2 separate regions of the Mus musculus genome follow, and region 1 is linked to region 2. A link is a contact called in public Hi-C data. All regions are on one chromosome and are shown on one strand. Each heading gives the region's core, a stretch centred on a gene start, on an enhancer-like site or on the middle of the called end of the contact. The rest is flanking DNA. Distances are from core to core; before and after follow the strand shown. Region 1 holds the start of Dcstamp (dendrocyte expressed seven transmembrane protein). Region 2 overlaps Rims2 (regulating synaptic membrane exocytosis 2).

The links. A called contact is a pair of places that touch in the nucleus more often than the background predicts.
Region 1: a Hi-C map of cerebral cortex shows a contact between it and region 2, with 2.1 times the contacts expected there. The contact joins the promoter of Dcstamp here to the enhancer-like site in region 2. A contact is called at or near these places in 2 of 39 promoter capture datasets (macrophages and stem cell-derived epiblast-like cells), 8 of 484 Hi-C or Micro-C datasets (the N1E-115 cell line, brain, cerebellar granule neurons and 4 more), 2 of 115 datasets of contacts at active chromatin or transcription factors (both in embryonic stem cells) and 4 of 9 other capture datasets (adipose tissue, embryonic stem cells, liver and 1 more).

The regions. Positions count from the first base shown.
Region 1 is chr15:39,744,504-39,749,375 of GRCm38.p6, forward strand. It overlaps Dcstamp (dendrocyte expressed seven transmembrane protein), which reads left to right and starts at 1,427. Exons shown (of 4, transcript NM_029422.4): 1 at 1,427-1,464.
Region 2 is chr15:39,676,042-39,681,188 of GRCm38.p6, forward strand. It overlaps Rims2 (regulating synaptic membrane exocytosis 2), which reads left to right. Exons shown (of 27, transcript NM_053271.2): 24 at 3,207-3,319; 25 at 3,589-3,690; 26 at 4,948-5,087. Among named protein-coding and RNA genes, the nearest start is that of Dcstamp, 67 kb to the right of the region's middle. Within about 2 kb of position 3,855, at least 16 of the 459 cell types and tissues checked have an H3K27ac peak or open chromatin away from gene starts, as enhancers often do. A contact at or near this core is called in cerebral cortex, where this site is marked.

The sequences.
Region 1 (4,872 bases), core at 177-2,676, 66 kb after region 2:
CTGAATCAAAATGAATAAAACTCCCAAAATTTCAATGAAGAAAAAAATTGTGGATGCAGATTTTGGAATTACAAATCTACAACTGAATGAACCAATTCATTAAACCTGCCCTGCCTTCAAAATATGTGTATGCATGTATATATAAATAGATACATATATGAGTGTATATATATATATGTGCGTGTGTGTGTGTGTGTGTGTGTGTAGACATATATATTTGTTTCTCTTATAAATTACAAGTCTTTTAAAATCAGAATTTGGAATTTTATTTGGTTTTTACATCTCTCAGTGTCTAAGCATTTTAAAGAATTTCAACAAATACCTGTTGATCTATCAGTTATTTCCAAATGAATACTTCCAAAATTTTAGGGAGACAGGAAAACTGTTGGCATTGTTGAAGAGTCCAGACAGCACATATGAAATAAATAAAAGAAACATTTTGAGAAGAGAGAATATCGATAATTTAATCAGGAGATTAATTGTAAATGTCACTTCTTAATGTGTAGGTGTGTCTTTGAAATTCTGACAAGCTTGCAAATGCATATGGGTAATAATTTTGAAAATATGACTTGATACCTTGACATTTCTATAGCTTTTCACTCAGTCATATGATCAAAATTGTTATTAGTAATAATATTTAAGGCAACATCCTTCTTAGAGACATTTGAATTTGCCTAGAAATTGTAAATTTTTTTGCTTTTAAATTTTTTTCTTATTAGATATTTTCTTCATTTACATTTCAAATGCTATCCCCAAAGTCCCCTATACCCTCTCCCAGACCTGCTCTCCAACCCACCCACTCCCGCTTCCTGGCCCTGGCGTTCCCCTGTACTAGAGCGTATGATCTTCGCGAGACCAAGGGCCTCTCCTCCCAATGATGGCCGACTAAGCCATTTAACATAAAAACTTTCACAGACTGATTGACTGGCTTTATACAAAGTTTTTGAGACTTGTCTACATCTTTTGAAGAACAATGGTCTTTTCAGCCAGAGAAGTAAACTTCTAAGCTGATAAGTACTATGTGTGCGTTGGAATCACCTAGTAGCTTCAGAGCTATGGGCTCATCCAGAAATCTGACTTTTCAGCTGTGGGTGGGGCCTGAGGGCAAGACCAATCTGCCCTCCCCATGGCTGGGGTGAGCAGGGAGGAAAAAGGGAAGGAAGAGAATGGGGGGGGGTCCTCATTTCTACAACTCATTGTTTTGAAAATATCCTATTATGTTATTTCCTAGGGTTAATGTCTAAGGAAAGTGCTGGAATGAAACCTGTGGCTCCTTTTTCCAGTTTTTACCCTTGATGACATTAAATAACTTCGTCACTTTGTGGAGGAAATGAGAAGATTGATTCAGGGTGATGTGGCCCACCTACCTTCTCATGTCCAGTTCCCCTTTCCCTGACCTATATTAAGCCTACGAGCTTCCAGAAGGGTGTGCTTTGTGCTTGTGGAGGAACCTAAGCGGAACTTGTAAGTAAACTTTCAAATATAATCTTGCTTCTAAAATTGCTTTTAAAAGAATCCAGGAATCCAGGAATCCAGGAATCCAGCCCCAGGACCAGAGAGTACTTTTAAACCTGTCTTCTACCTTAGTCATCTGCTTTTGTGGTGAAGGAATGGGAAGACAGCTTTTCAGGGCTGGTACCTGGCCTCTCAAGCTCAGGGAAGACTGCTGAGGGGTGTCCTGCTGAAGGCCCAGTAGCTCACGTCTACCTGTCTTGGGAAGAGTGGGTCTCTGGCCTGACGTCCTGGCTGTGGTTAGCATGGGAGCTGGTTTGTAGGGTTCACTGAGGCAAAGCGAGCCAGCTTGGCCAACCGAGAGCTTCCCTCCCGGCTTTGCAGCACACAGTGACTGGGTGAATTGTCCTGCACTTGCTACTTTGTTTACCCCGAGGCTTCCATTAATCTCCTTCTGGATGAAGTCCGCCTTCTTGGAGAATGCAGTTGCTGGCTTTCCCAAGGCAAAAATGACTAAACCAGAGTGATGAGGAATTCGTTCCACCTCAGAGGAGGCTGCAGCTCCCGCTCACACTATTTTGGCAGCCTGAGAGAACAGCGTGTTCCCAACCAAAAGATAAAAAGTTTCAAGAGCTTAACAGCAAGCAAGAAAGAGGGGGAATAAAAAAAGATAAGAAAAAGGCGAGCGGTCACCTTTCATTCCTCCTGTGTCCCACTCCCAGGGCCAGCCGAGCTTTGATTCTCTGCCTCAGAAGTGGCTGCCAAGTGCTCATTCCGGGCATTTGTGGCTAGCATTCATCTCTCACCTAGAGACCACTGGGTCAGCAGGGAGCAAGCTGAAGGCCCAGGAGGTGAAATGACCTATCAAAGGCCACACAGCCCATATAGGCAGGTACAAGCTAGAGGGCAGGCATCCTGTCTCCATGCCTGGAACCTTTTCAAAATTTCTCTCTGCCTTTTGCAGGAATTTATTTTCAAATGACTTTTCACATCATGTCAGGTCCCAAAGAAAGCTGGAGGCAGAATTGGTTGGAGGTGCCCTGGAGGAAATGACAGATTATCCCATTGGGGTAATTTCCCTCGGGTGACTGCAGATAAACTGTGCTGGCTGAGTTTAGGCCATTGGATTCTGTGCAGAAGCAGGGTCAGAATGAGCTGGCAGTGTTCTGCCAGCGAGAGAAACAGCAATAGTCCTGGAGGTCATAGCTCCTGACCTTTTTCTCTTGCACCCTCAGTAGAGCAGCAGGCCTACTGTGTGCCTCACTGGGGAGCATTCTAGAGCACTCTCAGGGCAGGCCATTTGCTTGCAAGTTGTTACTGTTTCATGGTCTATGTGTTATAGTATCTTACTGCACCTTGTATCTGAAGCAAGATAGGAAACATACATGGATGTTGAAGTTTGATTTGTGTTCAAAGGATAGTGCTCAGGAATAGGAGTAGTGCGCATGTTCGCGCGCGCGCGCGCGCGCACACACACACACACACACACACACACACCACACACACACACACACACACACACACACACACACACACACACACACACACAGAGTACCAGAGAAAACCCCAGCAGCTGTGTTTTCTAGCTACATAAGCAGAGTAGATGGAAAGGGCTGGTGTTCCCATTTCTATGGCAACAACTCAGCTCTGCATAAAAGCAGGTAACTGTGGGCTCAGGTTAAATACACTGACTGCGCAGCTCTGCAGGGCACTGGGTTTGACTCAGGGTCTTCACCACAGCTCTGTTCTTTTCTGCCCCCCACCCACCCACCCAACTAGGTCTCATGAAAGTCCCCTTAACCCTATGAAAGAAAGACAGGATCCTGGTGGCACTCTGCTGTAAACTTGAGCTAAGGCTTGCCTGCTTGGGGCGTGTTGCAAACTGTAGGCTAGGGATAAAAGCAAGGTAGTGGTGCTTACTCTTGGAAAATTGATGCTGTAAGAGCAAGAAGCAGGCTCTTTATGTTGAAGAGACAAGGCTGTTGAGTCAGGCAATAAGCATTATTGATAATGGAAGCAAAATGAAGAGAAATTATAGGTTAAAGGGATCAAGGAGGCTTTTAGAAGCTGCCAACAGAAATAGCATAGAGGCTGAGGGACTCGGTCCGGTACACAGAAAGCAAGAGAAGCAAAGGGAGCTCAAAGAAATGCCAAGATGCAGAGACTGGAAATCAGCTTACAGCACACTCAAGCTACCCCAAGCAACAAGGTGAAGAGAAGAGATCCCAGGGCATGGCTGGGAGGTGGGCTAAGGCCAGCAGGGGCGGGAACACTGGAGGAAGTCATGACCTTCGAGAAGATCAAGTGCAAACTGGCAACTGAGCTCAAAATCAGTCAGAATGAGCCAATGTTTTATAACAGTTAGACAGCACCCAAGGACAGGTGGCTGGGCATTGAATGCATGTGCCCAGTGTGGAATGCATGTGCCCAGTGTGGCTGTCCAAGGAAGTGCACTCTCTAAGGGAGTTGATGAGGTTAATGAGACCTCACCCAAAGTGACTGATAGGTTATGGCTTACCATCGCTGAAGAGAGAGACAAAACTGATCCAACAGAGAGATGGAGGCTTCATACTTGATTAACGATAACATACTGGAAAAATAAAAAGAAGGAGAGGAGAGACAAAAAGGAGGAGAAACCCTGATTCCCCTCTCCCCGCTCTGCTACCTGAGAACACACAGAGAGGAAGCAACTATCTGTACACTGGAGGAAAGCCCTCACCAGAGCCTCTTCCTGTGAAACCATGAACAGGGTCTTCCAGTTTCCAAAACTCTAAGAAATAACATCCCCTGCTTCTCCCTAAGGCATTTTGTTATGGTGGCCTTGAAAGACTCCAAAAGGAGCCCCTCGCTCAGGCCTCAGGACAATAGCAGACACCCAAGAACTCATGATAGACTGAGCTTGTTGCAAACCACATGAGGCTTTATTCGGGGAAAGCCAGAGCTCTGGGGATGACTCATATCCCACGCAGGGGTAGAGGAGTCGACCTCGAGGGGAAAGAGGACCCAGTTTTTATAGGCCCTCAGGGGGGAAAGGAGAAGGGGGGAGTAGGGGATTTCCAGATCTAAACAATATCTATTCTAAAATGATTGATTCCTCAAGAAATGGGTATGGGAGGGAAACAAGGAAAGAGTCTAATGAAGGTGCAGCACTCCGGATTGGCCCCTACTATGGTTGCTGGGGAGATTTCCTGACTCTTTCCCAGCAACCAATATCACAAACACCTGGCAGTGAGGTGCAGCAATGGGCACACACCTGGTCAGAACATTGGCAGACACACAGGTTTGAGGAACATTGTGCACCTCTATTTTTCTAAATCAGTGAAGCTAGTTCTACTAACAATGAAATCTATTTTGCCAATTTCAGGGCTTCTGTGACCTTTTACATCCTGTCAGGATCTTTCATTCTGACCATGGCATGCA
Region 2 (5,147 bases), core at 2,605-5,104:
CAATGGGAACAAAAAGTTGGTAAGCCTTTTTCTATGTAGCGTTGCTTTGAATCCACTGCTGTAGGACATTTGGAAAGGTTCACAAGCATGGGGTAGTCCTGTCTCTAACAAATAGCATGTTATCTATAGGTGAGGTGCAAAGGGCACCCATAGGGAGAGGACCATGAGGTGAGGTTCAGGGCCCACTCTGCCATCGCTATGGGAGTGCTCAACATCCAGACACGTGTAGCCAATTTACAGATGCAAACCATAGGAAATATTGGCTTATCATTAATTGCATAACCCAATGGTATTTTCTCCAACATGATTATATAAGGAAGGGAACAGTTTTTCTGCAGTTTTTAAATAGGGCCATATAAACAGGCTGAATCTTTGAGACTTGAGGAGAAGGGAAAGAAATAGATTTGCTAACCTCCAAGGAAGTCCAGAAGAGTGAAAGGCTAGCAGGGCAGTGGCTCAGTCACCCGCATGAGACACACTTGTGCGATGCACTAAAGAAATTTGGTCTTTCTGGAAGAAAATTAAAGATAAACATGCTCTGAGCTCTGATCTTTATGAGCCATTGCCTGGGCTATAAAAATGTCTATTTCATGGTCTCCACATGCAGGCTTATATTCAAGTATGACTTCCATCTCAGATGTTTACCATCATATTGAAGAAATGATACGTAAATTTTATCATACAGTAAATATTACCTTTTAGCCTTCCAGACGGTGTGCTGGGAGTTGAGGGTGTGAGTCATACCAGCAAATCAGATCAGAATGTAAGACAGTGGGCTTCAGAGTCAGGAGCCAAGTCAGCACAAGGAGACTACGTTCTCTTCTTGGCTTCTGGCACATATACTTTTGGGCAGATGACATAATGCTCCTACCGTGAAGGTGGCTCACTAAGGCTGGCAGGAGTCTGTTGTTTTCAATACTCTAGGCTCTGCTGAAGAGCTGGAGCTCTGGCACCAAACAAAACAGGCAAACCCTACCTCCATGCAGGCCAAGAGACCAGGGAGACCTCATCAAGAAATTAAATTATAAGAAAAATAATTTTAAAAAATAAAATAAATGAGATAACATAAATGTCGATGATAAAATAAGACAAGGAAAATAAATGAGGGAGGTTCAGCTAAGTACCTCCCAAACCTGACTTCAGATCCCTTCGTCCCTGGACAAATGAACCCACTTACTTCCTTAGCTTTTTTCTTTCTTTCTTTTTCTCTCTCTCTTTCTTTCTTTCTTTCTTTCTTTCTTTCTTTCTTTCTTTCTTCCTTCCTTCCTTCCTTCCTTCCTTTCTTCCTTTCTTTCTTTCCTTCTTTCTTTCTTTCTTTCTTTCTTTCTTTCTTTCTTTCTTTTTAATTTTTATTACATTTACTGAGAGAGACAGAGAGAGGAATGAGTACCTTCATGCTGTGGTGTGCATGTGCAGATCAGAGAACAAGTTGCTGGGATCCATTCTCAGCTTGGGCCATGGAACCTTTGGAGATCAATCTTGAACCTTCAGGTTTGGTGGCAAGAGCCTTTACCCACCGAGCCATCCTGTTGACCTTTATAAAGAACTTATGTGATCTATGCATGCATTTCATCTGTGTCTGAGCCACAGTATTTAAACTACTATAACAGGACTTACTAAGAATGACATTTTTAAACAAACAAGCGAGAGGATGAAGGTAGGATTTTCCATAAGGGAACGGAGGGAATGTAAGTATGATCGGAAGGCAGCTATGTTTGGAGAAGAACATTCCAAGCTGAAGCAAAGCCAAGCACTGAGCAAGAGTTTGCCCGTAGCAGGGAGTTGTGGCCCCATGGGAGGGAGAGGGAGTGAGACAGATGAGGAGAACCAGTGTGGGGTGAGGTTGAATGCTTTTGTGTTTTATAACATAGAAAACTTCACTTTACAGTGAGTGGAATGACCGACCTTTAATATCATCAACTCACTACTGCTGAGAGGCACAAGAGTGGGCCATTCAGTAGGTGTTACAGTAATGTACCACAAACATAATGGTGACAGGGACCAGAATGTAGCATTAGTGAGATCAGATTCTGCATCTCTTTTGACAGTAGGCTAAGTAAGATTTGTTCATACAGTGGATGTGTGTAGTAAAATACATGACATTGATTTGTTAGGTCTACCATAATAAACTACGATAGGCTTAAAAATTAAAAAATATTGTTTTTCCAAAATTTAGAGGCTGAAAGTTCAAGATCAAGAAATTAATAGATTTGGATTCCAAGAAATTCTCTTTTACACATGGCCACCTTCTTACACCATGTTCTCAGTGTCCCTTCCTTCCTCTTTCATTGTTTCCCAACCCCCACCCCTTGTGACTTCATTTAACCTTCGTTTATGTTTATCTATGCTGTGGCCCCTTTTTAAAACTATGGATTAGGCACACTATGGATTAGGGCTTCAACATTTAAACTTTGAAGAAGACATAATAGATAAAGACGAGCCTACTGCTGAGCAATTGGGAGATGGTGTTACCTTATGCCCAGTAGATATCCTGTTAGCCAGCTAAACTGTTGGAATGAAAGGGTGTGGTCCAGAGAGGAGGGCTAAGCCAGAGATGCTCTAGGCTGGCCAGCACCAACACAGACACCACTCAGTTGGGTGAAACATCCAACTCAGACACATGCAAAAGACATGAGGTAAAAAGATGCAGCTGTGGTGTTTAATGCAGAACTGGCAGAGATTAAAGCATAGAGGTACTTTGGAAGAGAGAAAAGTGAGGGCTTTTCCAAGGATTCAGGGAATGAAAGGGGTGTGGACTGGGAAGGAGAGTGCAATCCATGAAGGGGTTGGGTTTGTTTTGGGGTTTTTTTTTTGTTTGTTTGTTTTTTTGTAAGATGGCATGGGGGCCTGTTTATATGCTGATGAGAATGATACAGATTTTTTCAGCCATAAAAAGATAAGTAGTAGAGTCTCTTAGTGTAGCTAAGAGGATTAAACATGGCAAAGCATGCCATGACAAAAGTCCCCACCCCCAAGACGAAGCCAGAGAAGACACATAACCAGAAGCCCACATGGTGTAGTAGGTGCTTCTGCTGACAGGCGTGGAAGGCGAGAGAGTGTAAGATGGACTGAGATCTGTGGGAGGTGCTGTGGGATGTTGGGGTCCAGTGAATATTAGTGGCATCTTAGCCTTGCCACATCAGCAAGGCCAGCAGAAAACTCAAGGAAGGCTGAGGATTTAACCCCACGTGTCATTCTGCTTTCAGTCTGATCTTCCCTGGGGTCCGCCTGGCCTCTGACAGCCAGTTCAGTGATTTCCTGGATGGCCTGGGCCCTGCTCAGCTAGTGGGACGCCAGACCCTGGCTACTCCTGCAATGGGTAAGACTTTCTGTCACATGACTTCACTGTCCTTTAGATTACTGAAAGTCACATTCCCTCAATTTCATGCTACTTTTAACAAGATTACCAGCAAGAAAAAAGAGTCTTAGGTTTTAACAGTAAATGTTCTCAGTTTTTTCATTTGTAAAAATGAAATGATTTCTGATCATCTTCGGACATAAGAATATATCTGGAGAATGTCTGACCCAGAGTTCTTTGGCACAAGCATTCTTCCTACATCCTGTTTTTCTTTCCTATGTGCCCACCAGGTGACATTCAGGTGGGAATGATGGATAAAAAGGGACAGCTGGAGGTAGAAATCATCCGGGCGCGCGGCCTTGTGGTAAAACCAGGTTCCAAGACACTGCCAGGTAAAACAGAAGAGAGTCTGTTATTCTTATGTCTGTGTCGTTTGGTGTAAATGGTGCCTTTCTTTGCCGAGATCTTCTTAATCAAGAAGTGAGTAGAGAACTCTGCTGTCACAGTGCGTGGGGGCTGAGCTGTCTGCCAGCATTCTGAGGGAGCTGTGAGTGACAAGGGGGAAGGGAGCGTACAAGTACATGCACAGCGGAGGCCTCCGCCTTTGCTCAGGCACATTGTCACAGTGTGTGCTGCAAGTGTAGTTTCCAGTTAGCTGCTGTTTTATGTTATTCTTTGGTTTACTGAGAACTTCAGTTTTTTTCCTTAGGCATCCTTCAAGTTCTGGAATTAAAATAAAAATAGACTAGATCTACACAGGCCCATAGACTATGAATGCTGGCTGCTCTAAGACAAATGTTCAGGCCTACAGTATGTAAGAGGCTCTGGCATAACTTGATGCCACGTGTTTCAAGCATCATTATAATTCAAGGTGCTCGGAGCCATAGCTTGGTGCATGAGAGATCCAGCACATAAAGATGTGGATTCTGAAAGTGTCCCTGTTCCCAAAGCCCACACTGACATAATTATGCATTTCTCTCTCAACTCCTCAATCCTTATAGGAATTTTGAAGTAAAGTTATGTTTCTGACTGTACCACTTTAGAATTACGTTGTAAAGATTCTGAGAGTAGTTGACATCTTCACCATAATGAACAGCATGAGACATGGGAATGTCGCATGTCATGTCTCAGCGTCTGTCATAGAAGGTTGTAGGCATAGAATTCCTAGTGAGCTGCATTTCCAAGCTCCTTCTGAATGTATCACCTCAGAGCCCATCCCTGCTTGGACTCACACCATTACCAGTTAGTAAATGCTTTGAATAGTAAGGGAGCCCTGTGGGGTAGTGGAAAAAAAAAAAAAAAAACCTCCTCATTTCAAACATGTCTAATGAGATCCAAATATTGGTAATTTAAAGACTAAGACATTGCTCTTGAATCTTGTTTGTAAGTGGATGCATATTGCCTTATTTAATTCACATTTAAATCTCTACAAGAAGGAGTTGTGGAGAGAAAAAAGACCCTCACAGGCTATGTCAATATACTTAATACTGAATGGCTGACAACTGTCCATTGTGGCTCTGACGTGGAAGGCATGCCAGTGGCTTGAGTGCTGCCAGCTCTTCAGTGAAGATGAAGCCATTGTGCTTGCCCTCTATGTGCTGGGTACTTCACAGTCTTGCTCATCACTCACTCTGTTCTTTTCTCCCAAGCACCGTATGTCAAGGTGTATCTGTTAGACAACGGAGTCTGCATAGCCAAAAAGAAAACCAAGGTGGCGAGAAAGACCCTGGAGCCCCTGTACCAGCAGCTCTTGTCCTTCGAGGAGAGCCCCCAGGGGAGGGTGTTACAGGTACGTGTTCACGGCTGACCTCTGACACAGAAAGGGGTGGCCATGAAGCCACACTGTAAG